Regions from separate parts of the Sus scrofa genome. Here region 2 is linked to region 1. A link is a contact called in public promoter capture Hi-C data. All regions are on one chromosome and are shown on one strand. Each heading gives the region's core, a stretch centred on a gene start, on an enhancer-like site or on the middle of the called end of the contact. The rest is flanking DNA. Distances are from core to core; before and after follow the strand shown.

Evidence for each region. Promoter capture Hi-C pulls out the DNA fragments that hold promoters and counts their contacts.
Region 2: a contact with region 1 is called in a promoter capture Hi-C map of fetal skeletal muscle, with 8 times the contacts expected there. The contact joins the promoter of SLC2A1 here to the promoter of IPO13 in region 1. A contact is called at or near these places in 1 of 5 promoter capture datasets (fetal skeletal muscle) and 1 of 2 datasets of contacts at active chromatin or transcription factors (alveolar macrophages).

What each region holds. Positions count from the first base shown.
Region 1 is chr6:167,346,209-167,349,699 of Sscrofa11.1, forward strand. It overlaps IPO13 (importin-13), which reads right to left and starts at 1,597. Exons shown (of 19, transcript XR_298727.3): 1 at 762-1,597.
Region 2 is chr6:168,533,419-168,536,909 of Sscrofa11.1, forward strand. It overlaps SLC2A1 (solute carrier family 2, facilitated glucose transporter member 1), which reads left to right and starts at 1,980. Exons shown (of 10, transcript XM_021096908.1): 1 at 1,980-2,253. The coding sequence starts at 2,236.

The sequences.
Region 1 (3,491 bases), core at 347-2,846:
AATGAATATCTGCAACCGTTCTCTGCTTTCCAGCAAGGGAGCCCCATCTCCCCATTCATCCCAGGGGACATGCATGTCTGCATGGCAAGCCTCTGGGGGCAGAGCCCAGGAAAAAAGAAGTTCAAAAAAAAAAAAAAAAAAAAAGATGGACTGGGCAGTGGGGAGAGCCTGGGAGTGCCGTGGCAGGAAGCCATGCGGGCAGGTGAGTAGGGAAGGCCCCTGGAGCTGCCAGCAGGACCAGGCCCCTTGGGCAAAATAAAGGGGACCAACCAGGAGTGGTCTGGCTTCGGTCCAATAAACGAAGGCCCCTTCCCCAAGGAAGAGTGAAAGCACCATCCAGATCGTTTTAGCTCCAGGTTATTCTCTGAGCCCTTGGCTCAACAGAACAGGTCCAGGAGGGTTCAGCATCGCCATGGTTTCTGAGGACTGAGCTGCAGGTCTCCTGGGTTCCTGATTTCTTACTGCACTGCTCCTGCAGTTCCCATGGAGCTGGAGGAGAGCCAGTCTGGCTGGAGAGCTACACGGGGAGCACCCTGGGGGGGCCATCCCGAGACCCTAGAGTATCCACAGAGGACCCAGGTCAAAGAAAGGCCAAAAATAGCCTATTGAGAGGCTACTGCTGCCCAGAAAGACAGCAAATGCCAGGTGCTCTGGAGGCACCCTCCCAGCGGGCACCCAGCCCAGGCCTAGGCTCTGGCATTAGTGTCTGTCCCCAGAACTTCTGCTCTGTCACTGGAGTGCCCACCCCAGGGCCCTCATACCTTCTCCACGTTCTCCACAGTGAAGTCCAAGGCTGGTGCCGCTCCAGCCCCTGCAGCCCCCGGCTGCTCCTCCCGCCGCTCCATCTTTGCTCCCTCCCCAGCAGGGAGGTGGACCGTGACCTGTCTCCTGCCCCAGCCTCTTGGCTGCTGGCCCCCCTGCTAGACCCCGGCTTGGGTGCCCAGGGAGAGCTGGGGTGACAGGGGACCCAGGGCGAGCATGGCTGCCGAGGCCTCCCCACCTCGGTGGGGGGCGGGGGGCTTGCCAAAGGCCAAAAGGGGTGCCCTTCGGAGAAGACCCACGGAGGGGCACTCCTAGGAGAAAGCCACCGGTGCGGAGTTCGCAAGCGAGGGGTCCTAGTGGTAGGTCAAGGCTCTGTCCCCGGAATCTATGAGGAGAGAGTCACAGGGGAGGGAGGCCTGGGAGAAACCGAGGCCCCGGCCCGCCAAGGGTCACAGGGTCGATGGCCTGTACCCACAACACCCTCTTCTGAGTGAGCTCTCGGGTCCTAAGAGGAGGTCAAGGGGCTGGGGGGTCACGGGGGAAAGAGCCCTTCGCAGGTTACGCAGGCGTCCAACGAAGCGCGGGGCTGCAGCTTCGCAGGTCTGGGGCGAAGAGTCCGGAGAGTTGAGGGGCTGCGGCAGGTTCCCTCCGCTCGGCCCGGCCCGCGCTCTTCTCACCGCCGAGCTCCGGCCCCGCTGCCGCCGCTGCCTCCGCCCCAGTGACTGACAGGCGAGCCGGCCCGGCCGGGACGGGGCGGGGACCTCAGAGAGGTGAGGGCTGCCCCGAGCGCCTGTCCTCGGCACCGCCGACACAGACGCCGTCCCCCCCGACCCGGCTCGCCTGCCCTGACCCGACCCGGCCCGGCGCAGCCCGGCACGGCCCGGCGGAACTGCGCGGCAACTCATTCCGGGTCTCCGCTCCCGTCCTCGCGCCAACACGCGCGCCCCCGAGCAGGCGACGGAGCGGCGCGCCGCTCTAGGCCCCCGCCGAGCCAAAGGCCCCGCAGCTTTGCACCCTGGGAAATGTAGTCCGTTTTGCGCCCAGCGAGAGGGCGGCGCCTGGTGGCCGCGGCCGGGAGCACGTGGGCTTGGGGCTGGCGGAGCCCAGCCAACCCCAGTTTTACCGCGGCTTCCAGCGCTCCCGGTCGGACCGGCGGGCGGCGCTGCGGGAGGGCTCCCTAGACGGCTGTGACTCAACGGGTTGATGGATGGCGCTGGGAACCCAGGCTGGAGGATAAGGTGTGTGTTGGGGAGAGGAATACAGGGGACCCCGGTCACTCTGGTGCTCCGCCGCGGGCACCACCTGGGGCCCGGAGAGGGGCCGTCTGGGAAGACGGCTTCCGCACCACCCTGAGAAGAAACGAAACTTGGCACGCCTCCGTAGTAAAAAAGGGTGGCTCTCGGGGCCACCCATCGAGCAACTGGGAAACCGCGTACCATGGACAGTGCTCGGAGAATTTCCTAGGGTTCTTGGGAGCAACTTCTGTTTCTGAGTGATTAAAGTAAGAATAGTTCCCATTGAAGTGCTAGCATCAGTGCTTTGCATATCTAAGGTCCACCTCTCTCAGCACCTCCGTGGTGGGTAATTTTCATTCATTGTTTTCCGGGGAGGAAGCCAAAGTTGGAGAGGGTCGCGCTTACCTCGTCCCTGGGCACACAACTCGGGTAGCCGAGACCAGCCCCACATCTGACTGGCTGCAGGCAGACCCAGCAGTCCCTGCCCCTTACCCTCCGCTTGACCTTTTCTTAACGCTTGCCAGGGAAAGGAAGTAATCGAACGGGAAAAGACCTCTCCCTGCGCTTGTGCTCAGTGGAGGAAGCGGGCCATAGGACTGAGGCCTGAGAAGGTGGGTGAAGGCCTCCCTGAGAAAGTCCAGAAACTGGCTCTGAGTTTGAAGAACAGCAAGACTGGGGAGGAGGGAGGCTTGATGAGCTGTTAAGCAGAGTCCGGTGGGGATCTAGTCATTCGACAAACCTTTAACAAGAAAATGCTTGACGTACAGATAGTTTGTGTTCACTTTAAGAGGGAATGGGGGCCGGGAGGAAGGAGGGGGATGAGTAACAGAGATGAGGTTGGAAAGACAAGTTGGGAACAGTAGTCTCTTGAAGGAATTTAGACCTTATCCTCAGTGCAGTATGAAACCACGATGGGGTTTCAAGTGGGCAGTGATGACTGGATTTGCATTTTAGCCTCTCTCTGTCCTACGTAGGATACATTGAAGGAGGAAGGGGTAGAGGCTGGGGTGTTTGGAAGGATGAAGCAGGAAGCCAGCCTAAGGGAGCTGATTCCAGGTCTGTGCACAGGGCTGTGAAATGCCTTGGTCCCGAGCCTGAGATTTCATTGTGGAAGGTGTGGAAGGGGGAAGGATCAAGAGCACAGATTCTGGACTTAGGTCTGTGTTCAAAACCTGTCTCTGCCACTTTCTAGCCATAAGACCTTGACTTTTTTGGAACTCACTTAAAAAAAAAAAAAAAAATGAGGACAGTAATTCCTCCAGGGAAGGACAAACTGAGAGGGTATATGACTAGAGTGCAGTCTAGAGGCTGCATCTTGGTCAGTGTGAATTTTCTTCTTGCTTCCAATCCATGGCTTCTTTCTGGTGCCTGGGGGTCCCCATGGCAGAGAAAGAAGCCAAGTCTCACTAACAATGGCTCCAGAACAGACTTTATAAAACCGCCTGGGACAGACGGATGGAGTGAGCCTGGGGCAGAGTTGGGGGCATTTCTGGG
Region 2 (3,491 bases), core at 730-3,229, 1.2 Mb after region 1:
CGGCCTGGAGAAGGAGAGAAGTCTGATGGTGAGCCTGAGCCATGGGCTGGGGGGGGGGGGGGGCGTGCCCACGGATGGGAAGGGGCGTACACAGTGGACTGGATGTGCCTGGAAACAGGGAGTGATGGGGAGACTTGGAGCAGGGAAGGGGCGAAACCTGAAAGGTGCCGAAGGGACGAACCTGGCAGACAGACCGCTCATACGCTCATTCACCCCCCCGCCCCCCGCCTTCTGCCTTCACTGCTACGGAAGCAGTCCTCGGGGAGCTCAGTCTAGGGGAGACAGGACAGGCGCACACTAAGAAACACCGGAGGGTAAAGAAGAGACAGTGTCCCTCTTGGAGGATTTAGGGGTGCTTCCTGGAGGGGGTCACATTCCAGAGGTGCTTTGTGCTCTCAGGAGCGTTTTTATTTGGGGAGGTGGAGGTGGAGGGAGTCACGCAGGGGAAACAACCAGAGCAAAGGGGCAGACGTAGAAAGCACCAGTCTGAGGGCAGAGGCTGAGGCTGTACACTGGCCCCTGAGGGCCTTGCTGGCCAGGTGGGACCTTGTTGCCTCCAAGGAAGAAGGAAGGCAATGCCGGACATCCAAACAGGAGAGCGAGGGTCAGCACTGGAGCGGAAACCAGAGGCTCTGGAGGCCCTGCAGGCAGCAGGAAGGGGAGGAGGGGGAGGGGGTAGAGAAGATGAAATCCACAGGGGCTTCGGGAAGAGGAGGGGCGGCCCCAAGCTTTTCAGGCCGAGCAGCAGAGAGAGCATAGACTCTGGAGTCGCAGGCAGGGTGTGCCGGGAGGGGGCCTGCCTTCCCTTCCAGGGCTCCTTGCCCAGCCAGGCTGCCCCCTAGGCCAGCACAGGACCCACAGCCCAGACAAAGGACTCCAGGGGTCACGTGGCCAGCTGGGCTCCGCCTTCCCCACAGAAAGTAACCCCTTTCTGGCCCCCTCCACAGCCAACAGGACCCCCAGCCTAAACTTCGGATTTTGTCCAGACCTTTGGACGGGGTGTCTTTCTTTTCACTGTGTCTCAAATAAGACACAATTCTACAAGAAGAAGTGAGGTGCGGTCATCAGATGGAATAAGGTGAACTGTCACCACTACCACGAGAGGGGGACTTCCTGCCGGCCAGCCTGGGCGTCTGTGGACACTGGAGCTCTGCAGAGAGCAGATGAAGTTGGCAGGGTGATCCTTCTGGTTTAGCCAGGAGAAAGCTGGGCCTCGTGGGCCAGCCTGCTTCTTAGATCACCCAGGGCTGGTCTACAGCGAAGCTGGTTCAAACCCAAGGTCTCCTGTGTGATTGTTCTTCACATTTTCCACACTCACCTGTCACCACAGAGGCACAGGTACTGTCAGGGGCCGAGAAGGCTTCACAGAGGAGGTGATGATAAAGTCCAGAGAAGAGGCGGGTACGGATTTCCAGGCAGGGGGCCCAGCCTGTGCTACAGCAAGGCTTCGCTTACAAACGGGAATGTGGGGGTGGAGAGGGAAAGGGAGGAGACCGCGGAGCGAGACCTCCCGTAGCCTATGACATACTGAAACACCACTGACCACGTAACAGACGCTGTTCTGAACACTCCACAAATATTAACTCACTTAATCTTCATAACAAACCTATGAGGTGGTACTAGCGCTACCGCTGGTTTCGCGAAGCTATCCGGTGGCGAAGTGAGGACTCGCTCCTAAGCGCGACCCTGGGCCGCTCCTACTTTGTCTCACAGCCGGTAGCAGCGCCTCCATTTTGCTGGAGGCCGCTGAGGCTCAGAGAGGTGCGCACACTTGCTGAGGGTCACACAGCCAGCGAGCCGCCGGGACCCAGAGACCCAGGGAGACCCGCAGCCGGAGCAAGGTCTCCGCGCCGAGCCCCCCGCCCCCTTCCCGGGGCCGGGGCCCGGGCCCCCTCCCCGCGGAGCCCCGCCCCGGACGTGCCCCAGGCCCCGCCCCAGACCCTGCCCACCCCTCCGCCCCCCGCGCACCAGCCGCGCCAACCAATGGCTGGGGTCCTATAAACGCGACTGTCCCGGCGCTCAGAGGTAACCCGGGCGAGCATTCAGATCGCGGGCCGCTGGTCCCAGGAGCTGGCTCGCTAGCGAGCGGGAGGCCCAGCGACCGGAGTCGGAGTCAGGGTCGTGGTCGGAGTCTCAGGACCGGAGCAGAAGCCTGAGCCGCAGAGCGCAGCCCGCTCGCCAGCCCGTCGCCGCCCGCGCACCCGGCGCTGCCCGAGCCTCCGGCGCAGCGCGGCCATGGAGCCCAGCAGCAAGGTGAGAAGCGCGCCCGCGGGCCCTCCCCGCCCGGAACAAAGGCGCGGACCCCCGCCGCCCCCTCCGCGGGCCTGGACCTCCCCCGTGGCCCGGCAGCGCGGTGCGCCCTGGGCTGGCGGCGCGCCTCCCTAAGCCTCGATCGGCGCCGGCCTGGAGCGCTGGACCCTGCCGGGGCTGGGGACGCGGGCGGGGATGGGTTCGGGAATCTGGCTGGCGCGAGGGCGCCGCGTGCGTAATTGGCGTCCGCACTAAGTCACTGTCTTCCTTCCAGGGACGCGGCGCGGTCCCGGCGAGCACGTCGGGGCGCGGGCGCGGCACGTCGCTCACGATCTCCCCAGCGGCGGTCCCGCGCAGACTCCTCCCGGGGCGGGGGAGGGGGCCCGAGCGCGGCGCCCATTGGCTGAGCCGGCCGAGCCCCCGGCCCGGCCCCGGCCCGGGTGAGCCGAGGAGGCGGGGCCCGCCCCCGCTCGGCGGGCTCCGAACCTCTGCTCGCGATTGCCCGGCGCCACGCTGGGCGCGAGGCCTGGTGTCGCGAGCTTTCCGCGGCCTCGCGCCGTCCGCACGCCAGCCCTCCGGGGCTCCGAGGCGTAGGGCGCTCTCTTAAGGCCCGGGCCCCAGCCCCAGGGTTCCCGGCTCCAGGGCTGAGGCGAAAACCCCGCCTCCGAGGCCCTTCTTTCCGCGTATCGCAGGCCCCAGAGCTTTGGCCAGGTCCCGGGGTGCTGCGAGGTGGCAGCTTTCCCGGCTCGGGCAGGGCTGGTGAGGGCGGGGCGGAGAGAGCGCCCCGGGCGCAGCCGCCGCGATCCCAGGGGGCCGAGGGTCGGGAAGGGGCCCCGGGCTGAGGGGAGTGGGAGGACGGCGCGTGGGGGGGAGTCGCGGGGCCGGGGACTCCGAATACAAAAAAGAGGACTCCTCCTCCGGGAGCAAAGCACTGCCTGGGTACGACCTCTCCCTCCTCCCTCCCTCCTCTCTTCTTTTCATCCGTAAACTGGCCTGTCCTACAGGGGATCTTTGAGGCTTCCCCAGAACGGTTCCTTTCCGGCAAATATTTCTTGGGCCCCACCTCAAGTGTAGGCATTGTTTCCTCCCTCCCTTCTTCCCCCTTCTACCGAGTATTTTTAAGTCACATTTTCCTCTGAAGCTCGGCAGAGGTGACACAAGATGACTCGCTTTTTACACCCTGCGTGCCGGGGGACCGCTTACCTCCGCACCGCCCTTCCTTTGGGCAGTGGAGGTGTCCG